2 separate regions of the Mus musculus genome follow, and region 1 is linked to region 2. Evidence: chromatin contacts called from public HiChIP or PLAC-seq data. All regions are on one chromosome and are shown on one strand. The core of a region is the stretch at or near the end of the contact, and the rest is flanking DNA. Distances in the headings are between cores, read along the strand shown. Region 1 holds the start of Trim31 (tripartite motif-containing 31). Region 2 holds the start of Atat1 (alpha tubulin acetyltransferase 1).

What was found. HiChIP or PLAC-seq counts read pairs in DNA pulled down with a chosen protein or histone mark.
Region 1: a contact with region 2 is called in an HNF4G HiChIP or PLAC-seq map of pancreatic cancer cells. The contact joins the promoter of Trim31 here to the promoter of Atat1 in region 2.

What each region holds. Positions count from the first base shown.
Region 1 is chr17:36,893,965-36,901,263 of GRCm38.p6, forward strand. Trim31 (tripartite motif-containing 31) reads left to right here and starts at 4,166. Exons shown (of 8, transcript NM_146077.2): 1 at 4,166-4,803; 2 at 5,928-6,023. The coding sequence starts at 4,390.
Region 2 is chr17:35,908,636-35,915,668 of GRCm38.p6, forward strand. Atat1 (alpha tubulin acetyltransferase 1) reads right to left here and starts at 1,433. Exons shown (of 13, transcript NM_001142744.1): 1 at 1,294-1,433; 2 at 796-856; 3 at 624-715; 4 at 453-513; 5 at 218-331; 6 at 1-29. The coding sequence starts at 1,400. It overlaps Mrps18b (mitochondrial ribosomal protein S18B), which reads right to left. Exons shown (of 7, transcript NM_025878.2): 2 at 6,061-6,169; 3 at 5,857-5,954; 4 at 5,699-5,767; 5 at 3,703-3,769; 6 at 2,784-2,843; 7 at 1,745-2,321. The coding sequence ends at 2,032. Gm16279 (predicted gene 16279) reads left to right here and starts at 1,100. Exons shown (of 2, transcript NR_167681.1): 1 at 1,100-1,458; 2 at 1,568-1,885.

The sequences.
Region 1 (7,299 bases), core at 2,916-5,415, 990 kb after region 2:
AATCAATCAGCGGATAGTAGAACATGCCTGTGATCTCATCATCCGGGAGACAGTCAGGAAGCTGTGGTCCAAAGCTGTGGTGGTCACAGTCTTTTTAAAGTGCACGAGAATAGATTGTAAGTGTTATCACTATAACAAAAACAAACAAAAATCTAATTAGCACAAAGTATATTGAGGTAATTAGTCATTCACTAGATAAATAATCCTTATTTACAGTCTTAGGAGACATCCAAAAAACACAGCAGATGGAGCAGTGTGGACATCTGGGCTATAGATGCTGTGAAGAGATATGTCTATCTCTACCTCTTGAGTGGAATGGGTAGGATCATCTGACTTGTTAGACACACCTGTGTCAACAAAAGCATACGGCTATGCTATTATACACTTCCTTGAAATAGAGCAATATATGAGCTTTCAAACTCACTGGGTCCAGAGAAGAAGCGAAAGGAGTTGGCAAGTGCAGGGAGTAAGTTAGGGGGAGGAGTTAGACAGAAGCAGGAGCTCGGCAAGAGCTGAGTTATGTCGTGGCTGTGTGTGGCATCCACAGCCAAGGTGCTCACTTTTGCACTGCGTTTTCTAAGGCCCTAGATGGGCATTCACTGTGTGTTCACACAGTCATCTGATTTTTGTAAAATTTGTTATATATATATATATATATATATATGTGTGTGTGTGTGTGTGTGTGTGTGTGTGTGTGACATTTATTTTATGTATGTGAGTACACTGTAGCTGTCTACAGACACACCAGAAGACACCCAGTGCTCTTTTATTTTGTTTTCGAGACAAGGTTTCTCTGTGTAGCCCTGGATGTCCTGGAACACACTCTGTAGACCAGGAGGGCCTCAAACTCAGAAATCTGCCAGCCTCTGCCTCCCAAGTGCTGGGATTAAAGGTGTGTGCCAGCACTGCCCAGCTCAGCCAGTGCTCTTAATCGCTAAACCATCTCCAGTCCTGTGAAATGTATTCATAGTTACTTTTGCTGGTTCATCCCAACGCTTTTCCTTGTAATGATTGGCATCTGGGGTTCAGAGTACGAGCGATTAAAGAGGGCCTGTGTGGTTTGCATTTACTAAGGTATCTGGTGAGTGTGTATTGGGTTAGTGCCAACTGTGGCTCCATGGAAAAATGGCTTTTCCACAATGCCTGCTGATAACTCACCTGACACCAGGGACTAAAGGGTAAAGTCAGAAGACCTGTGATGAGAAACACCGTAAATCTGTGGATAAACCAGTCTCATCTGTGTCTAGTCTAAAAGGTTCTTTCTCAGGAGTGCAGTGTATGTATCATGGGATACAACTACTTCTTACATTCCTCAATAAATTCAGTGGAGGTTATTATGACATCAAAAATTGATAGAAAATTGATAAATGATAAATGATTGAAAAATGATAGATTATTATATTATAACAAAATATCTTGAACTGGAGACATGGCTCACCAGTTCAGAACACTTGCTGGTCTTCCAGACAACTAAAGTTCAGTTCCCAGTACCCATACCAGCTGGTTCACAACCGCAGATTAGGCCAGTTGAAGGCATCAGACTCATCTTTCTGAGCTCCACAGGCACATGTGGCATACATACACAGACGCCCACACATATGCATTCATGCACATACATACACAGACACAAGACACACACAAATAAACGTTTTTTTTTTCTAAAGAAAATAAAGTCTTTCAGTTCCTAACAAAATAGTAACCTATTGAATTAAAGCAGTGGTTCTCAACTTTTCCTAATACAGTTCTTTATACAGTTTACTTTAATACAGTTCTTCATATTATGGTGACCCTCCAGCCACAAAATTATTTTGTTGCTATAATTGTAATTTTATGGAGGAGCAGTGTCTCAGTTCCTAAGGCCATTGGGAATATGTGTTTTCTGATGGGCAAGACCCACAGGTTGAGAAACACTGAATTAAAGTTTGAATTCAAATGAAAAAAACACATTCTAGATTTTTTTTTTTAATGTATGACTCTCTTGCTGTCTTCAGACACACCAAAACAGGCATTAGACCCATTACGGTTGGTTGTGAGCCACCATGTGGTTGGGAATTGAACTCAGGACCTCTGGAAGAGCAGTCAGTGCTCTTAACCGCTGTGCCACCTCTCCCGCCCCTACAGTCTACATTACTAAGGGGTTGATTGACAGATGAGCTTCATGAGTACACAGGACCCTTTGAACTCTTGTTGACTTTGATAAAATATTTGCATCTCCAAAGAAAGTCTCACAATGCACCTTAGCATTGCAATAGGGATTTAACAATATACAAGTCATTGACCTTCAGTACTTGGCAGAAAAACTTAAGGTTTTCTGCAGAGGCAAAAGTCAAAACGCCCCAAATCCATGTAAAAAAAAATCTCTAAACAGGGGCTGGGGAGAAATAGCCCTCTGTAAGGGCAGTGTGGACTCAGCCTCCTAATCTTCTTGTCTCTACTTTCCCAGTGCTGGGATTTCATGCATGTCTGTCTTTGTGCCTTGGGTCTTACACATTCTAGGTGACCCTGAAACATGCTCAGTTCCCTGAACAACAGATATTGAAGATTTAGAAGTGAGACGTAAGTGAAATAATATATACAAAAAAGAAAGGAAAAAAAAAAAAAAAAAGAGGCACCCTCATCAGCGTATTCTGATTTGTCATTGTTTTTTAAGCACAATACACACAAAACAAAACTTGCCTGAAAATTAAATTCTGGGGGCTAGAGAGATGATTCAGAGCATTGACTGCTCTTCCAGAGAAACCAGGTTATATTCCCAGTGACCAAGGGGCAGCTCACAACTCTCTGTAACTCCAACTCCAGGAGACCCAGATGCCCTCTTCTGGCTTCCATGAGTATTGCATGTGGTTCACAGACACATCCAGGCAAAATACCTATACACATAAAAAAATTACTAATAGCAATACTGAAGATAAATTTTTTAAATCAAAGAAATGATTTAATTTAAAATAAATTAAATTTTACCTCTAGATCTGACAGCTGAGTATGAATGCAAGTTATAAAACCTTACAAAAATATTTGCTTTAATTCAACCTTAAAGTGAATGAAATAGACAGGCCTGAGGTCTGGTATTTCTACACTTGATCTTAGCCAAAAGGCTGAGAAGTGTAGGTGTAGTATTTCTGAAAGTGTTCAGCTTTCAGTAGTTGCTGTAATCAAAGTAACCTCTATAATATGAGTGGATACTTTTGAGAATGAAAGGAAGGGCTGTTGACATTTATGAGGGGACAAAGGTAAAGCCAAGACTGTCCCTGGCAAATGACAAGGAACTATTGTTGGGGCTATAGCCATAAAATCCTCCACACCCTGTGTGACCTGCCAATGGCCTTGCCCTATGAACACATTGGTTGCCTGTATAAGACCAGGCCAGTCAACTTTCCAACCTAAATAGGAAAGGGTTCATATGGCCCCACCTCACACTGAGGAGCTATTGGCAATTGATAGTTTCTGGGGTTGTGGCATTGTAGTGGCCTATGCTCCAGTGGGTGGTCCCATACCATTTGCATACAATTAATACTAACTCTGTGTGTGTGTGTGTGCGTGTGTGTGTGCAGGCAAAACTTTCATGTGAGTAAAATTAAAATACACAAATCTAAAACATTTTTATTTAAAAATTAACAGTTTGGGTTTTAATGACAGAACAGAAGAGAGGAGAGGTTAGTGGGGATGGAGAGGGAGGAAGGAGGGAGCACCGTCTTCCTGGGCACAAAAGAGCAAGAGGAAGGGTTAAGAAGTGTTGAGCTACTAATGGAAATGTCGGTGACCCTGGCTGATACTTTCCTTGTCAAGCTAAAGTCCACAGGTCAGGCAAGCTGATGTGTGTGTGTGTGGGTAGGTGGGGAATCTGAGAAGTACAGAGACAGAGGAAGTAACAGACAGGCCAAACAGAACAAAGGATGACTCAAAGATGCTGGGGTACCAGAGACAGGAAGGAATACCCAACAGAAGGCAGGGTCTGGGAGTGAGAGATCTGCTGGGGTGGTAACAAGCCTTCCTGGGGCTGCCAGCGATCAGTTCCACTCCCCAATTACACCTGAGTGGACTTTGTCACTTCGTCTTTCTGTTCTCTGAATCTGCTTCAGAAAGATATGTTTAATTAGTTCAAGGTCCAGGAAGTCTTGCTCTACTTTATAGGCAGCAGGCACTCTCGGTTTCTGTTCTTGAGAGACAGGGAGAGAGGACTGACCATCTGTTTTCTTCTCTTTAGAATATTCCCCATTTATCGCTGACTCTTTTCTGTCATTATTTATTTAACCCCCCCTTCCCTCATTCTCCTCTAATCCTCTCCCTGAGATACTCTTCAACCTCTGCCTCCTGCTTCCTTCTCTCTTACAAGCACCAGGCCTTGGATTTCTGTACTTTCACATCTCAGATTAGCCCTGCTGTTCCATCATGGCAGGCCAACCTCTGGCCTGCCAACTGCAGGAGGAGGTGACCTGCCCCATCTGCATGGAAATTCTACAAGATCCTGTCACCATTGACTGTGGGCACAACTTCTGCCTGCAGTGTATCAGTCAGGTTGGAAAAACGTCAGAAAAGATCCAATGTCCTCTCTGCAAACTCTCTGTGAATAAGAATACGTTCAGGCCCAATAAGCTGCTGGCTAGTCTTGCAGAGAAGATCCAAAGTATGGATCCTGCTGACATCCAAGCAGAAAAGGAAGACTCAAGATGTCAGAGGCACAAGGAAAAGCTACATTACTTCTGCGAGCAGGATGGGGCATTCCTCTGTGTGGTGTGTCGTGACTCCAAGGACCACAAGTCTCACAATGTCACCTTGATAGATGAGGCTGCCCAGAACTACAAGGTAGGCACCTGGGCCCTTCTCTGCCCCCAGCCCAGCAGAGTAGAGTTCACTGGGGAGGCCCCAGTTGATTGACACCCATTGCTGTACTCTTTGTACTTGAGTTGGCCATTTATAGCCAGGTCCAGTGGGCTCAAAGAATTGAGTTCTAGAAAATGCCAGTCTGTAACCAAAGCAAGACGAAGAATCAGAATAGTACTCTAGGGGCAGGCGAAATGACCCAGAGGGTAAAAGTGCCTGTCTTGACCATAAGGACCCACATAGTAGAAGGAGAAAATTGGTTTGATCCCTGGGACATGCAAAATAAAAGGAGAGAACTCACCCTTGAAAGTTGTCTTCATACACATAAACACAGACACACACACACACACACACACACACACACACACACACACCATAGCACTCTGCTGAACTTGCACACACAATTAATAATGTACTAATTTTTAAACATAATTTTTTATTAATTATTTTTTTTATTTACATTTCAAACATTACCCTTTCTGGTTCCCCTCCATGATCTTTCCACCCTATCCCACCCTTTCTTTTTGCCTTTAAGAGGGTAATGCCCCCTACCCATTCCCACTTCACCCCTCTAGCATCCCCCATCTCTGGGGTATCAAGCCTCCATAAGACCAAACGCATCCCCTTCCACTGAGGCCAGACACGGTGGTTCTTTGATACATATGTAGTGGGGACTATGGGCCAGCTCATGTGTGCTCTTTGTTAAGTGCAAATTTTAACTCAGAAGGTCTCATTCAAGTCCAGCCACTGCTAACTTACAAAGCAGAGCCTGAGACATCCAGATAAGCCAGTGCTCTTCTACCACAGAGCTCCATCCCCTGGTTGGTCCTGGCCCTGCCTCTCTGTGAGGCAGATGAAACCTATCTCTTAAAGAATGTGATAGGACGGATGAGGAGAAGTCTTCCCCTGAGAATACCAAAGCGCCATCCAAATGATCATTAGTAGTATTTTCTCAAGTCACTAAAGTTCCATTTCTTTCCATCACCTCCTTGTTCCTATCGAGAGATGGGGGCCAGGGAGGACTGCTAATAATGACATCAGTACCCTGGAACATCTTCCCTGCCTCTCAAGAGTCAGAGCCTGGCTGAAGCACCCTCTCCTTACAGGTGCAGATTGAGTCACAGGCCCAAGATTTGGGGCAAAAGGACAAGAAAATAATTGAAGAGAAAAAACAAGGTGAAGGGGCAATCTGGGCGTTCAGGGTAAGAAATGCTCATTCCAAACACTTCTGGGGAAACTGAGGCATTGCTGATGAAGCTCCTAGCCTTCCTTTATACAGCAAGCAGGAATAAAATCCTGCTGACGTGGTGGTGAGGGGCAGGGCAGAGGGTGTATGGTGCCTGAGCCGTGCTCCCGAGCCAAGCTCCCTAGCTGTGCTAACTACTGCCTGAATGCTGTGCCAGGTCTTCTGCTCCTCCACCCACAGCAGGCTGTGTAGAGAACACCCACACACTGGCTCACCCAAGCCCTTTCTAACTAGAGACTCCCACAGTAAGAAACGACAGAGACTATGACGCCATTGAACATCTCCACCTCATTTTGTTTGCATGTTTTAAAAAAAGTTTTATTTTTGTTATTTTTATATGTGTGTATATGTATGTGTCTGCATATGAGTAAAAGCCATTCGTGTGAATACTGGAAAAGACCAGACGAACTGGGATTACAGGCACTTGTGAGCTGCCCTACACAGATGCTAGGAACGGAATTCTGGAAGAGTTGAAAGCATTATTTTATTCGTTTGTTGGTTGGTTTACATCCCAAATGCTGACCCTGCCCCCTGGGAATGCCATCACCATCTCCCAGATGCTGTTGACTTGGCTGGCTGGTTTTTGTTACATCCACGGAAAATTCAGTTATGAAGGCAGTTAAGCTGAAAAGCCTTCTTTCTTTATCTTTCTTTCATTCATTTGTTTGTGGTTTTCTCCCATTGACATTTAAGACAATCTTTTATTTATTTATTTATTTATTTATGTATTTATTTATGTATTTATTTATTTATTTATTTATAGATCTATTGTTTATGAATGAATGCTTTGCTAACATAAAATATGTATACCAGATAAATGCCTGGTACCTACCGGTAGAGACCAGAAGAGGGCATAAGATACTTTGTGGGTTATGGGAATTGAATCTGAGTCTTTTGCAAGAGCAGCAAGTGGTCTAAACAACTCACTCTCCAGCTCCTAGACAGAGAATCTGATCTAGCCCAAGCTAGAAATTGTTTGTAGAGAAGAATAGCCTTGAATTTCCAAGCCTCTGTCTTTCTCCCAGTGCTGGATTACAGGGCTATAATAGCATGCCCAGTTTATACAGTGCTGAGGATTGAACCCAGGGCTTCACCCATGCCAAGCAACCACTCCATCAACTGAACTCCACCCTTACCCTGGGTTTTCAATGGTCATATTGTCTGTCTTTTGTGGAGATGGTGGCTCAAGTAGTTGAGCCTGGTCTTAACCTCCTGAAGTGCTGAGATTGCCT
Region 2 (7,033 bases), core at 183-2,682:
GCCAGTTGGTGGGGCTCCACTCGCTCTTTCTGCAGGAAAACGGAAAACTTGGGGGCAGGGGTTGTAGGAGGAGCATGCTAGCAGGATACTGGGAGCCTGGTAAGGGAATACAGAGAAAAGGGGACCAACTGTGGGCCATGGAGCAGGGCCTCCTAGAGCTTCGGGGTGAAGAGCCTTTTAGATCTATTCTGACTAATCGGTAAAGGTTGTTGGGTACCTGTAACATATGCTGAAAAAGTTCTCGCCCGTGGCCATGCCGTTGCACCGACTCGTGGATGTAAAAGTCCAGAATGCAAAGGGGTTCTACCTCATTGTGAGCCTCCCGGTCATCCTAAGAGGTCAAGAACACATACTCATTAGGAGCCATGCATCTTCTTCATTGTCTCCCACCCCGCCCCCATTTCTTCTCTGACACCAGTGCTTACAAATGGCTAGTTTGCAGTGACACTCACCAGTACAAAGAGCTTCTTGTATCCAACTTTGAGGAAACCAATAATGGCTCCTTTCCCTGCCCTGTGGGATGGGGGAAATAATGAACCAGGCAGGAGCAACTGTCTGGGAGAGATTGTAAAAGGGAGGTAAGAAGAGTTTGATTCACAGGGAATAATGACAGTAAGACTCACGGTCGGGCTGAGGTGTCCTTCAGTATGTAAATAACGTGCCGGTTGCTTTGCATCCTCAAAGCGCTGGTGATGGGTGCAGGGAGGTGCTGCGCCTGCAGAGATGAAGATCTACTTTGTTTGGCTCCTTATCTGCCACCCATCTCCCTTTCCTCCTCCTAGAGGCGCCCCGTACCTTGGCAGAAGCCTTGCCCAGCTCATCTACAATAGTCATGATTTGCTGCTGCAGATCCACACTACAGAGAGAGGGGCCCGGTCAGACACTCGCTAGGTTACAGCATCGTGTAAGTCATTCCTGGCAGCCTGCTTGGCTCCCACCCAGGCTCCTCCACAGGGTCTCTGACTTTGCTTGGAACTCTTCCTCACCTCCCACCTCACCTCACCCCTCCAGATCCCAAGCTTTGGTTTCACAGCTCCCGTGTTAAGGTTACTGTGACGCGGTAGGAAGGGCGGGTCAACTATAGCCTCTTGTTGAGGCCACATTAGGCCAGATGGTGAAAGGTTACAGATGTAGGTCTATTAACCCGGCTAGATCCAGGGTCAAAGGTCACCAAAACACAAGTAAGACCGCAGGAGAAATGGCCAGTAGTCAGTGAGAAGGGGGCGTGGTTCCTGGATCAGGTTTGGAGAGGAACCGGGACAGAAGGGCCATGGGTCGGGTTTGAAATGTCACCGGGCCGGCGTTGTGGTTCCGGGTCGGCGGGCCGGAGGCCGCAGGTGCTGGTCCAGCACGGTGATCCGCTCCGGGAACAGCGCATCCACATCGAACGGGAACTCCATGGCCCATTGTGCGGGACCAGACACGCCCCACACAACGTCACTTCCGCTAAGAGGGCCGGTAAGTCTTTATCTCTAGGACCCGCCCCGAGGGCTCGCCCCGCCCCCACCATGGTTTCACAGTGCCTGGGAAACCCCATTTTTCTCTAGCAACAGTTCTCCTTTTGTAGGTCTGTGCCCCTGAGATGCCAGGGCAACCAAGTATCCTGCCCTCCCAGTGAACAGCTGAGGGAACCTTCAGAAGAACCAGTCTCACACCCCTTGGAGTTGCGGGTAGACCACACTCCCACCCCACCTCATAGACTTCACACCCACGTTTTGAACAGACAGCCCAAAGGGAGTCAAGAACGGGTGAAGAGACACAGCTTTATTGTATAAAAGCTGAGCCAGGAGGTTTAAATCAGGGACACACCATCAAGGGCATACACAAGAGTCTCCAGTTTATATGTAAGTCCTCACCAGTTACCCATAAACATCTAGTCCCCCTCAACGTCAAATGTGCTTTGTTCTCTTCATGCCAGCCAGTTCCCTATAGGGTCTGCCACTGTCACAAAACAGAACCCTTTGCAGGACACAGGATACCACGTAGCCCTAGACAGTACTCCCTTGGTCTGACTTCCCCAGGTCACAAGTTCTAAGCACTCTGGGAGCCTGGCTGCTCAATGGAGGATTCTGCTGGTGGTGTAGTGGGCATCTCTGGCATCGACTCAGGTGGCGGGCCACTTTCTTCTAGGAGATTTCCTTGATAGAGTCGGCGAAGGCGAGACAGCTCTCTCTCTGGTGGCTGTTGCCAGCTGTACCATGGGTACCAAGGTTCACCTGACAACAGTGTGGGGGCTGGTGGAGTCACACTGACAGCTCCATGCACAGTACCAAAGTCAGCATCCCGGGGCTCAACCTGGGGGACGTAGTAACTGAGAAGACCTACGGGGTTAAAGGAAATAATGGTGGATGAGGAAGGGCAGGTCAGACTCAAGACAAGAAAAAGGCACTACAAGTCGAGGGACCAGTCATAACCACCAAGCACATTCCAGCAGCGCATACACAGCACACCCTGCCAAGGAGACAGAGAACAGGCAGGGCACTGCATGGGCTCTCCCTCCTCACTCATCCGTGCAAAGGTGCTGTATAAGCCAGGTCAGAACCAAGAAACACAAGACTGTCAAGATTCAGGAGACAGAGTAGTCTGAAGAAGGAATGTTCCTTCCTTGTGTTTCCTGAAAGATCATCTCAATATGTACTCTTAGTAGCCTGGAACCTACAGCTGTTACTTCCGAGTCCAGCAACTCACCCAACGTGGAAAAACTAGGAGTCTGCTGAGTACTTTCTCATAGACATGGGAGCACGTAAGCACCTCAGAAACCCTTGCCCCTTGCTCTCACTTACCACACTCCCTGGCTTTCTGGATGGCCTGGGTCAGCTTCTTGTGCTGCTTCATACAGACCCCTACGGAGAGAAACGTCAACCTGGACAGCGTCCCACACAGCAGCAAGTCTTCTACACAGAGACAGCTGACCATTTAATGCCCCAGGGCCCTGACCTGTATCTGCCTGGATGTCCAGCCACTACAGAGATGTCATGGAATGACAGAGCCTACAGATGGGCCAGAAGATGACTCAATGACAAATGTGGTTAAGGCTGACTTGGAAAATCCACAGAAAAAGATCTTATAAGAAGTGATTTCAAATTAGGGAATGTGACAGAGTAGCAATTATTCCCAGCTCCACTCTGTAGGCTGACAACAAAAAAACTCTGACAAAAGGGACATATCGCCGGGCATGGTGGCACACGCCTTTAATCCCAGCACTCAGGAGGCAGAGGCAGGCGGATTTCTGAGTTCGAGGCCAGCCTGGTCTACAGAGTGAGTTCCAGGACAGCCAGGGCTGTACAGAGAAACCCTGTCACACACACATACACACAAATTTATAGACTGATAGGTGGAAAACTTTACAAGGAAGCAAGCTGTTCACCTTTAAAAAAAAAAAAAAAGGTTGAGCCGGAGTCTATGTAGCCCTGGCTGTCTTGGAACTCACTATGTAGACCAGGCTGACCCCAAACTCACAGTTTAAGGCACGCTTTACCTTTTAAAGTACATTTAGACAGCCCTCACTCCTACAGGGAGGCTCTAAAACTTTAGTCTTTTGTCTACATTTAACTGTTTTATCGTAATGATGGTTCTCATTAAACAAAAACTTCTGTGTGCTATTATTTATAGGAGCTATCAAAGGAATGTCTACCTCCCAACCCCATAATAAGGAGCTCCACGGAAAAACTATAGAAGTCATAACAGGAGGGCCAAGCTAACCTGTGTATGGGGCGTGAAAGATGATACCCGTGTGTGCACAGACAAACTGTTCCAAGAGCTTCACATTCTGCAGGAGAGAGATAAACAAATGTGTGAGGGACTGGTCAAGACCTCTGTAGGCTAAGTGTGTCCCCCTTACACCAACACAGCCCTTTGTGGTAGCACAACCCATCAGAACTTGATGAAAAAGGAACACAGAAGAATGGAGGTTAGGGCCAGCCTTGGCTACATCTTGTTAGGTGTAATCCCAACACACAGGAGGCAGAAGACTATCTTTGAGATCAAGGCCAGCAAGTGCTACCCCCACCCTCCCGGAAAAAGAAAAGCCCAGCAAAGCAAAGACGAAGAGCTAGGGAGTGGTGGCGCACAGCAGTGCGAGGGAGGCAGAGGCAAGTGGGTCTGTGCTTTTGAGTGGAGTGAATTCCAGCACAGCAAGGGCTTTACAGAGAGACCTTGTCTCAAAAGACAAAGAGCCAAAAAAGCCCCCCAAAAAACAAAACAAAACCCTCACAGGGGCTCCTTCCTGCTCTCTGTCTCGCTCACCAATTCATTTCATGCACACATCCTATAATCTGCCAGTTTTGGAGAAGCCATGCTCCTAATGGTCCACCTTTGAGCAAAAATTAGGGATGGCCATCAAGGTCCAGAAATTACCCCAAAATGATGACTATGTAGTAAGTAATGCACTGGGCTGCTGAAGGTTATGGTAAGATACAGTGTGTAACTAAGAGCAACTTAAAAGTTCTAACTGCATCAAACAACCAGACAGACCAGTGCTAGGAGGTGAGGAGTGAAGAAAGCAGACACATCGGTGGAGTTACAGAACTGGCTGTTACGTCTTCACTCGCCCGCCGCGGATCCCAGTCACTGCAACCTGCTCCGTACACACACTGGAAAGGCACTGCGGTCCCCTCTAGGATGTGCTTCAAGGGTGAGCACCCTCCTCAACACTCTGGCATGCCGTATGCCCTGCTTCCTTGATGCACAACCACAGCTTTGGCTCCTCGAGCATCTTTATAATCTTTAGCATTCACTTAGAAGCAAGCCTCATCATTTGGAAGGCTTTTCTGGGGATAGAGGGGTGTGTGTGTGTGGGGGGAGAGAATCTACTGTACTTTTAGCTCCCTTCTTATCTCTGTCCCCTAGCCCCAGGTCCCAGCATCTCAATGGACTCTGGGAGGACAAGGAAATACAGACAACTAAGCAAGGCAGTAGACACCTGGGCCCTCAGAACTCAGGCTGCTGAGACTGTACAGTGAGCTGAGGAGAGCTTGGGATACATAAACAGACCCTGTCTCATAAGAGTAAAATGGAGGAAAGTGTCTGCCCACCCACACAAGACAATATATTTGCTGGTGATTTAACAGATAAATAGGGTCTCTTTCCTTGAACTTTCCCTGTCTTTGGAAGTTTTTCCTTAATAAATTTATTCTTTAAGAAAAAATATATAACCCCCCCCCACACACACACCTAGGTGTGGTCTCAGTTCAGCTGCATAACAAGTCTGAAGCTACCCACTTAGACTGACTCCTACCTTCTCAATTAATCTATGCGCATCATCCCAGTAGAAAGGAGCTTTCTCTTCCTTTCTGTAATACATAGTATAGGTTTATGACAAGGCCTGGAACGTGGAATTCACACTTCTGCTTCCGCCTGCCAGTGTGGGGTTACAGATCTATGTCATCCAAGTCTACTCTAAAATCTGTATCTTCTTTGTTTTTCATGATGAGTTAGTTTCTCTGTGGAGCCCTGGCTATCCTGGAACTTGTTCTGCACACCAGGCAGGGCTTAAACTCAGAAATCTGCCTCACTCCTGCTGGGATTAAAGGTGTGTGCGACCAAATCCAGCTCAAAAGAGGGGTGTTTTCAAAATGGCAACCACTGAAAAATAGGACTGTACAGGTTCAGGGATATGAAGACTGTGAGACACCTCTGACAATCTCGAGCGCCGCGAGGAGGCTACAAATTCTAATTCTGGATAAAAGACTCTCCTTACCCTAAAGTCAACATGCAACTTGTGATCCCGGCAGATTGGGCAAGGATTCCCAGCAACTTTATTGTTACGCTGTAGGGGAGGGAAAAAAGGAAAGAATTTATGATACCTTCTAGGAGGCCTCTTCCCACTCTATTAAGATGAGAACCTTAGAAACTCACAATACATGTCTTTCGGGTCCGCTGTGGTGGCACACCACCTTTGTGGTTGCGGCGGTAGTCAGCCCAAACAGGGCGAGAGCCATAGCGGTTGTGGTATTCTGAAATCAAGACCAGATGAGTTTACTTATGCATGCGAGAGTGGAAGGGGTCTTCTCTAGACACTTCGGGCTGCATCTTCCCCTCCTTTCCCCTAGCCTCAGGCACCTTCTGAATCCAGGTACTTCCAAGGCTCGCTCTCATATGGGGAAACGGGAAGCGAGGATGGAGCATCTTCTTCAGGAGGGCCTCTGGTGCAAAGAGTCTGGAGGGGAACCTAAAAAGGGAGTAAGAGGCTGCAACTATTTGGTTTATCATACACTGGGGACAGAGTTTGGAACGTGTGCACAAAATGTCAGTATAACTCATCAAGAAAATAGCATTTCTGCTATGAAAGTAGCATTTCTGTTGATGCTAAACTGACAACCACTCTACCTAGGGCCCCAAGCTGACCCTGCAGGATAAGCCAACAAGGTAAAAGATGTTAGTGGGATGTGACAATTTAAAAACCTTGGCATACAAATATCTGCGTTTGATGAGCACTGGTTGGTTATGGTGTGAAAAAAATGCCAAACTTTTGGAAATAAGATTGATAATGGCTGTCAAGATGGCTCAGCGGGTAAGAGCAATCCCAGCAACCACAAGGTGGCTCACAACCACCCATGAGCTCTGACAACCCCTTCTGGTGTGTCTGAAGACAACTACGGTGTACTTATGTATAATAATAAATAAATCTCTTAATAAAAAAAAAAAAAAAGAAAAGAAAGCTGGGCGTGGTGGCGCACACCTTTAGTCCCAGCACTCCGCAGAGAGGCAGAGGCAGGAGGATTTCTGAATTCAAGGCCAGCCTGGTCTACAAAGTGAGTTCCAGGACAGTCAGGGCTATACAGAGAAACCCCGTCTCAAAATACCAAAAATAAATAAATAAAAAGAAAACACAAAGATTAATAATGGAGAGCTGGGCATGATTCATACAGATGAGAAAACCCCAAAGTCGCTGCGCTGATCAGTTTCTTAAAATGCTGCAGGTCAACATTCCACAGAGCAAAACAAATTTGCGTCCTAACGCTAGCTTTAAAGCCACCAAGCCTGTTATTACTTCGGTGGTAACCTCTGTCACTACTCTGTAGTCCCATTTTAG